Regions from separate parts of the Macaca mulatta genome. Here region 1 is linked to region 2. A link is a contact called in public Hi-C data. All regions are on one chromosome and are shown on one strand. Each heading gives the region's core, a stretch centred on a gene start, on an enhancer-like site or on the middle of the called end of the contact. The rest is flanking DNA. Distances are from core to core; before and after follow the strand shown. Region 1 holds the start of HECA (hdc homolog, cell cycle regulator). Region 2 holds the start of ABRACL (ABRA C-terminal like).

Region 1 (4,718 bases), core at 397-2,896, 110 kb before region 2:
CAGGAGAATCGCTTCAAACCGGAAGGCGGAGGTTGCAGTGAGCCGAGATCGCGCCACTACACTCCAGCCTGGGCGAAATTGCTAAACTCCGTCTAAAAAAAAAAAAAAGTGCCTGATCTACATAAAGAATGGTTTAAAAACCTGAAAACCTGAAGCTGTAAATTAAAAGCCAGATATAACAATTCAAGTCTCCCTTCATTAAAATACCTAGGTTGTCTTCCTGGAAAAAGTGCCTGACTAGAGGAATTCAAAGAACTGTCCAAATGAGTAAAAGTGTTTGCCCAGCACCTTCTAACGAAAACCACGGCTCTGTAATGAGAACAGAAATCCTGTCACATCTTGGCCAGTTCCTAAGTGTCCCCTCAAAAAGAGCATTCAGGCGCTACCTAAGATTATAAAGCTTCCTTCTGACAATGTTAAGCAGAATGACATAGAGAATGATTTTTTTTTTTTAACTACGGGCTGAGAACGGAAGTCAAGTTCAGATTCTCTTCCTTCCTCAAGCAAGCCAAAAAATTAAGAGCAAACACAGAGGCCCTAAATGTCTCGAGGCCTCTTCACCTGTGGCGATCGACGCAGCAAGCCTGGGTGTGCTGAGAATTGAGGCTCTCCCTTACTCCGGGGGTTATGGGTGGCCTGGGAGCACCGAGAAGAATGAACCGGTGCCTAAGTTTTCAGTCGGATCATTCTTCTCAACTTGGGCGGCTCTTTCCTCCCTTCCTTCCTCCCTGCGGCCCGGCACACACGGCGGGGCAGTGCCAGCGCGGGCAGCAGGCTGGGCCCGAGGGCAGCGCTGCCGCAGCCTGGAGTCCCTCAGAGTGTGGGGCGCGGGCTGCCCCCCGCGCGGACACCCGGCACGGGCCGCAGATCCGTCCCCGCCGCCAGGCGTGGGGACCGCGAAGGGGCAGCCGCGGCGGGGCGGAGGGGCGGGGTGAGCACTTCCTGACTCTCGCATTGTCCACGCACCGCCCGCGCCACCCAGGGCCCCGCCACCGCGCCGTCCCCGTCGGGGAGGAAGTTGGCGCTCTCCCCGCCAGCCCCGTCTTACCGTTTTTGGCATCGCCCGCGGCTGCAGCCCCCGCGGCGGCCGCGGCGTTCGCGGCGCCAGTCCCCGCGCCTCCTGCGCCCGCCGCGCCTCCGGTGCCCGGCGCACCCGCCGCCGCCGCCCCGCAGCCGGCAGCCGCCGCCAGGGCCCCCCCGGCCGCCGCTCCTGCCGCGCCCGCCGCTGCCAGGGCCCCGGCTCCATTTTCCTGCTCGTCGCCGCTGCTGTTGGCGCGCTTGTTTTTGCGGCCGCCTTTGCTGTTTTTGGGGTTGGGCATCTCGCTCGCGAGCGTCCAGGTAGGTGCCCGGCGTCAGCGAAGGCGGATCCCAGCTGCACGGCCGCTCCCGGCCCTGCGCGAAGCCGGCTCCGGGAAAGAACGGAGGGCGCGAGCCGGCGATTCCCTCGGCACCCGTCTAGCCGCACGGCCCGTGCCGCGCCATCCCGGCCGCCGCGCCCTCTCCGGCTTCCTGGAGCCGGCACGCGGCTACCCGAGGCTCGCAGCCGCGCGGGCGCCGCGGGCCCGGGGCGCGAGCGAGACTCTCCCGAGCCGGAGGGAAAAGGCGGGTCTCCGGCTTGTTTTGATTCGGCTGCGCTGACACGCTCTGGGCCCGCCCCCTCCCGTGACGACACTGGGGATTCGGCCTGGCCGCGCCCACCAGGTGACCTCACGGCTGACGGGACCGCCCGCGTGACGTCACGCCGCGCGCGGGGCCGGGCCACCTCCAGTGACGTCATCCAGGCCTCCCCACCCCGGCCTCCTGGACTCCTGGGTGTTCGTGAGCCGCCCTGTTTGACTTGCTCCACCCGCCAGCGCGGTGGCATGTGGAGTTCTTTGGTGGCCTCCTGACTTTAATGTAATTGAGGCTTAGAACAATATGGTCTGGAAAAATAAGCTGTGACTAGAGCAAGAATGGAAAACAAAGGATTTTGGATTAATAACTCATTCAAAGGCTATGCCCGTCAGTAACAGTAATGAAAGAAATAGGGGACCGGGCGCGGTGACTCATGCCTGTAATCCCAGCACTTTGGAAGGCCGAGGCGGATGGATCACGAGTTCAAGAGATCGAGACCATCCTGGTCAACATGGTGAAACCCCGTCTCTACTAAAAATACAAAAAAAATTAGCTGGGCGTGGTGGCGTGCGCCTGTAGTCCCAGCTACTCGGGAGGCTGAAGCAGGAGAATCACTTGAACCTGGAAGCCAAGATCGCGCCACTGCACTCCAGCTTGGGCAACACAGCAAGACTCTGTCTCAAAAAAAGAAAAGAAAAAAAGAAACAGGGTAGGGTTCCCAGACAATGGGGATGAACACCAGGGTCTTGAATGGGAGCCTTCACAGTCTGGTGGTGAAAACAATTCATTGAAACAAGACCCATCATCCAGGGATGTAACTAGATGTTGCCTGGACTTTGAAGCAGTCCCTGCTTGGGGGGAACCCATCCCTATGCGTAGGGCTCAGTTGTCCTGAAAGATGGGTAGCCAGGTTATGAGCAGTAGGAGATTAGGTGATACCTGTGAAGACAGGCAACATGAGGGCAGGGGACCCCTGGGAAGAGCTCCCCTTGATCTCTTTCTGCAATTCTGTTCTGCCTTTTCAGCCAACTCCTTCCCTTCCTTCAGGTCTCAGCTCAAATACATCACTTCCACAGAGACCTTCCCAGGAGAGCTGTCAGAAGTTCCACCCTGTTATTTTCCTCCTCCATCTCTAATTATGTTGGCAATGTACGTGTTTACTTATTTCTTGCATATCTCCCTCTCACTCAAATGAAACCTCCATGGATAGATTTTATCTGCCTTGGGCACATCAGAGAACAGCTAGCATACATTTCTTGAATGTATAAATTAGGTTCTTTCCTCACGAACTGTGGAGGAAAGACTAGTTTAGCTGACAGCTTTACAGTGTTCCCCTTTTATAGTGTAATTTTTAATTTAGCTCTTCGGTAAAAGCTCTGTCACGGTGTTGTTGTTACCATTAGAGGGTCCTGACTGCAAGTGGTCCAGGTTCTTGGCATTTTGAACAAACAATTGGACCAAACGCCCAGCAAAGCAAGGAAAGAAGGAAGCAAGGAAAGAAGAAAGCAGGGATTTATTGAGAGTGAAAGTACACTCCACAGTGTGGAAGCGGCCCCAGTAGTGGCTCAAGGTTCCGGATACAGAATCTTCTCAGGTCCAAATACCCCCTGGAGATTTCCTACTGGCCACTTCATCCTCACACCATGTAAATGAAGTGGTGGCCCACAATTGGTCTGGTTGCTTGCGGCAACCAATCAGAGGCTGAAGTGGAGTTATAAAGGTCACACTTCTGTGCAAACACACTTTTTGCACACTTCTGTTCAAAAAGCAACCAGAGGCTAAGGTGAAGTTACAAAGTTGCACTTCTATGCAAACAAAGACTCCACCCGCAATCAGTCTGATGGGTTGCCGACAGCCAAGTTCCCATCTGCCACGCAGAAAAGCTGAGGGTTTGCAAAGAGAGCAGCTTCTGGTTCTTTTGTTACTTAGGTGTGGAAAGTTAGGGTTTTCCTTTCAATTTAGTTTAGGAAGTCGGGGTGAAACGCCCTTAGGTTCCCTGCCTCCAGACTCTATTCTCTGCCTCATTGTGAACTATAGAGATACAGACAGGAAAGTACAGGAAACAATACCCTCCCCCACATTCAGGTAATGGAGAGAGGATTCTGATTGGGAGCTCTAGGCAACCACAGCAGAGTGCATAACAGAGCCTGGAGCAGCAAGGAGGAGCAAGCACTGGATACTCAGGGGAAATTGCTGGTTGGACTGTTTAGCAGAAAAAAGAAGATGAAACTTTTAATTCCCTAATGTGTATTAGAGGATAGTGACCCGTTAGATATTTTGTGCTTATATTTTCATGTCTATTTCTCCCCTACCTTGAAATCCCCTAAGTGCTAAGAGAGCAGGGATTGTGCCTAGCTTTCTAACTCTACAGAGTCTAGCATAAACCTTGACACACAGTAAGTATTCAATAAAAATTTGCTGCATGGAAGATACCTAAAGCACTCTTCTTCTGGCTATATTTTTCCAAACCTTAAAATCTCAGGTAAATCATCAATTCTCTAGGAAATCTCTGACAACCCAAAACTAGACTTGTCCCCATATACTCCCTGCACATCCCTCACCACAGCAGCTTACACACTGGGATGTTGCTTTGGTGGCCACCTGGACACCAAAAATGAGAGATGAAGGAGCAACTGAAGTCAAGAAATTCTGAAAATCAGAGGAAATGATGATGGTGGTTAAAGGGAGACTTCCGGGGGAAGACAATGGAGCTGTGGAGGAAGATAGTGAATTAGTGTTGCCCATTCAGACTTAGCTTAGTATCATTATTGATACCACTAGAGGTCTCAAAATATGTTGGTGATGTTAGCTTTGGCGTTTCTTTTTTTCTGTTTTTTTGTTTTGTTTTTTTAAGTCATGAAGGTGAAGACATTTTAGGTTAGAGTACAAGAAAATTGAGATAATTATTTTCTTGAATAAGCACATTGCTGTCATGCCATATTGGATCAGAGTTAGTATGCATGTACCCTGCAGACAGACATTCACACCAGCTGCCTCCCACCTCTACATAACTGAGAATTAAGAATTGGAAACTTTCCACAAAAATATCCTAATTGGCTCAAAGCACCCAGACATGCAGCCAGTTGCTGTTCTAGTTAATTGTG
Region 2 (4,377 bases), core at 358-2,857:
CCAGGACTGCAGTGAGCAAGATGCAGAACAATGAAGGGGGTGGAGGGATGAAGAGAGGTTGATGGATATAAATACACAGAAGAAATAAGACCCGATGTTGCATTGATCAGTGGGGTGACCATAGTTCACATTAATGGATTGTACACTTCCAAATGGCTAAAAGCAAATAAGTTGAATGTTCCTAGCATAAAGAGATAAACATTTAAGGTGATGGATATCCCAATTACCCTGATTTGGTTATATGAACGTAACACATTCTCACGAGTACCGTGAAACTATCTCTAAGGGAAAAAAAAAAAAAAGAACAATAAGGAGAGGTGAGAAGCAGAGCAAGTCTAAGGGGAAGAGCTTAATGGTGAGCGGCTGGACCAGAAGACAGGAAAATGCTCCAGGGAAGGCGAGGCAGATGCCGGCCAGGCACTCTAATTGTCGTCGCAGAATCGATTTAGGCTTTGTGCGTGGGAAACACAAAGGAAGCGTAAAGTCGGTGGACTGGGCAGAACCCGAAACCCACCATCAATACACACTTTAGAATATATTTCAAGACCCTCAGGGCATTGTTATTTTTCAAAAGTTTGGAGGCAATGCATGGAGATTTTCTAATATCCAAGGAAATATAACCTACTGGAATAGGTATGTCTGGAACCAGGAACCAACTTTACACACTCGGGCTGGGCACGTTTTCTCAGCCCTCCTTCGTAATCGCGGACAAGCAGCTGGTGCGGGTCAAAGGATGACTGGGCTCCTTCCTCCCTCCGGTCTGGGGCGCGCTCACTCCATATTTGGCCATCCTGCTCCCAGTTTGGGGTTCTGCCTGGTAGAGGTCCCTTAACCCCGTGCCCTGCAGCCCATCATCACACGGTCAGCGCCGGCACCGGTGCAGGGCTGGGGAGCGCCGGCCTGGGCCCCCAGTTGCGGGGCGGCACCGCTGGCGCCAGGGAAGGGCCGCGTCCCGGAAGCCTTTGTCTCCGCAGCTCCCGGCGCGGCGCCCCGGGTCCGTCTCCCCAGTGGCCCCGGCATCCCGAAGCGCCGAAAGAGCGAGCGCCCAAACCGGGAGAGGAAAACGGACCCTGCCCCGGGCTCCAAGAGCCCCTGGTGTCCCCTCACGACTCTGCACCCCCTGACCTGGAGCGCACAGAGCCGCACCCACCTCCGGCGCTGCAGAGTCCACTGCCCTGAGGCCACCACGTTCCTTGGGGCAGTCTCTCCCCTTGCCCCCAGCCCTTCCCCACCCAGCTCTGCAGAACTGGCTCATGAACCACCACCAAGTGCAAAGCCGACACGTCGCACCGCGGTAAAAATCGTTCCATTTCTGCCGGCTTCCCAGTCCGCCCCCGGCCGGCGAAACGTCACGTGAGCCGAGTGCGGAAGTCGGCCCTAGAGGTGGGGGCGTGAGCGGCGCGCGCCCCCCGGGACCTCAGCCCTCGAGGTCTCAGCCCAGCCGGTCGCAGCCTCCGCGCGCCCTGGGCCCCTTCCTGGCCCCCTCCCGACCCCCTCCCGACCCGACTCTCACCGCAGCCCGCAGTGCCCGGCGGCGCACCCCGGACACCCGGTCCATCCCTGCTACCTAAGCCACATCTGCCCGGGCGCTCACGTACCTCTCTGCCCGGTTTTCCTTCCCGCGGGAGAACTGGCGCCGCGTGGGTCCGGACCCGGTTACCTTCTTCAGTGCACTGGGGAGGGTGAGGCCAAGAAAGGAAGTGGCTGAGGCAAAGAGAAAGACGGCTGTGGAGGAGGAGGAGCAGGGTAGGGGGAAAAGTAAGTGTTTCTGCGCTCAAGAAAGGGGCCGCCCACACTCCCAGGGACAAGCCTATGAGGAGGAAACTCAGGGGAGGAGACGTCCAAGAAAGGAGCTGACTCCAGACAGGTGGAGCGCCCTGGGCTCCTAGGAAAACGGGTCCGGAGCCTCGATTACCCCACTTTTCCACCGTGCTACTCAGAGCCAAGGATCCCAGGATCTGCAGCTGATCCTGGGCGTCGATTTCCTGCAGAATTTCTCTCCCAACGTAAGAAACAAAGCGCCCCCGAATTGCTGAAGGCAGCTAGAAAGAATGTGGCATTCATGGGTTCCGGACGCCGGGGGCGACTCGTGACTTGAAAATGGCTTAATTCGCAAAACAAAATGCAATCTTGAAAGCCAATTTGTTAGACTGCAAAGAAATTTGACTTGGACATAGGTAGTTGTTGACCCTGGATCAGTATCGGTTTCTTCCCTTGTTCATTCATTATTTCCTACATTTAACTTCATAATTCAATTTATTCAGACTCCCTTTGTTTTAGTCACTGTTATTTTAATATATGCGTGTGTGAGAGAGAGATGCTTACCCTACCCAGAGTCCCTTTGGAAAGGAAACAGTTACCCAAACTATTTCTAGAGCAGGGTTTGCACAAATAACTACAAAAAACGTTCCTTACTCCTCCCCACGCCCAGCCCAGCTAGTTGAAATCAAGAGGGATCACGTGACCCAGGAGCGCACAATCCATGAGGTATTCATCATCCTGTGAGGTGGCCTGGAACAAACAGTTCTCATCAAACACGGACTCTGATAATTAGTAAGCAGATCAGACTCTCCCTTGGAAATGGAAAGTGGAGAATGCAGAGACGGAGCTATCTGATGTAATAGAAAGGTTGGAACTAAGAGAGGGTAAGGCAGAAGGGGCCAAAATGGGCTTCGGGATGCAAAACATTTGAGTAAGCAGAAACCAGGAGAATGTAGCAGCAGGTTGGGTGGAGGCACAAGTGGTAGAAACCAGTCAAAGACAAGCTGAGACCAAGTGATGGAAGAAGAGCAACGAAGACCTGCTTCCCAGGGGCATGTGAGTGTCCAGTTCCCTGGGGCTGCACTGGATCCATCCACTTCCCATGCTTCATTCTAGTCTTTACAGTGAACACCTGTCTCTTGGGTGTGACTGAATGAGTCTCTGTTCTGTAATCTTCAACAAAGGTCTGAGTCTTCTAAGTGTCTCATGGCAGATAAAGTTTAAGGTGACTCCTAGATCTTTTAAGACCTATTTTTTCTTTTACTTGTTTTATATTGTTACCAAAAGGATTGAGGCCTATTTTTTTCTCACCAAAAGAAAGCCAAGAAGTTATAGTTTATATCTTTCACAGTTGACATAAGGCAAAAAATTATAATTCAAGAAAAATATATTTAGCAATTATCCAAACAGGACCTTGCTACTTTGGCCTGTGACAGGGATCACAATTCATCAGTCAGATAATATCCAATGAAAGGAATAATGAGTCTGGAGTGTACCACTTATGTTATGATTAAGCAATTAGGATTGTGCTAATTGCCAACCAAAGAAAAAGAAATAGATTACTTTCCCTAAAGAAGTAAACATCCTTGTTAGTATAAAAATAAACTCACCCAAAAAAATACTTGGTTTACACATATGCTAAACTAAGTATAACACAAACTTTACGTTAATCTATAAGGAATTACAATGTAAGAAAGTTGTTTTGTCGGCTGGGCGCGGTGGCTCATGCCTGTAATCCCAACACTTTGGGAGGCCAAGGTGGGCGGATCACCTGAGGTCAGGAGTTCGAGACCAGCCTGCCCAACATGGTGAAACCCCATCTCTACTAAAAATACAAAAATTAGCTGAGTATGGTGGCATGTGCTTGTAATCCCAACTACTCTGGAGGCTGAGGGAGGAGAATCACTAGAACCCGGGAGGCGAAGGTTGCAGTGACCCAAAATCGTGCGACTGCACTCCAGCTTGGGCAACAGAGTGAGACTGCATCTCAAAAAAAAAAAAGAAAAGAAAAGAAAAGAAAAAAAAAAAACGAAAAAAGAAAGCCATTTTGATAAAAGAAATAGTTAAACATTTTAGCTAATATTTTTCATATCCAATCCTACTCCTTCACTTTCCAAATGGACTTTTGTTATCTTTCCTTATTCCCTCAGGAATATCATCATGTACAATGTAAACAATGTGGAAGTTTAACCTACAAAGAAAATAAAATTTATCAAATTAAGAGTATTTAATATATTTTAAATAAAAGTGCCAGCCACAAAGTGCCAGCCACAAAAGTGCCAGCCACAAAGTGCCAATACTAAATGGTCCAAAGTAGTCCATGACCTGTTCTTTGTCAAACAGAACTGAAAGTAATGTACATTTGAAATATTAAGACAATCCTTATCCATGTATTTAATTGCATAGTATGGACCAGCACTGTCCAAAGGAAATAAAATTGTGAAAAACACATGCAATTTAAAATTTCTAGTAGCCACATTTTTTAAAAAAAAAGATGAGATTTATTTTAATATATTTTATTTCACCCAGTATATCCAAAATATTATCATTTCAACCTGTAATGGATACTTTGAAATTATTAATAAGATATTGTACATTCTTTATTTCATACTAAAT

The links. Hi-C and Micro-C count contacts between places; a contact is called where the count stands out from the background.
Region 1: a Hi-C map of fetal cortical plate shows a contact between it and region 2, with 2.1 times the contacts expected there. The contact joins the promoter of HECA here to the promoter of ABRACL in region 2. A contact is called at or near these places in 2 of 14 Hi-C or Micro-C datasets (fetal cortex germinal zone and fetal cortical plate).

What each region holds. Positions count from the first base shown.
Region 1 is chr4:44,246,843-44,251,560 of T2T-MMU8v2.0, reverse strand. It overlaps HECA (hdc homolog, cell cycle regulator), which reads right to left and starts at 1,646. Exons shown (of 4, transcript XM_002808398.4): 1 at 1,049-1,646. The coding sequence starts at 1,319.
Region 2 is chr4:44,135,018-44,139,394 of T2T-MMU8v2.0, reverse strand. It overlaps ABRACL (ABRA C-terminal like), which reads right to left and starts at 1,607. Exons shown (of 3, transcript NM_001193359.1): 1 at 1,599-1,607.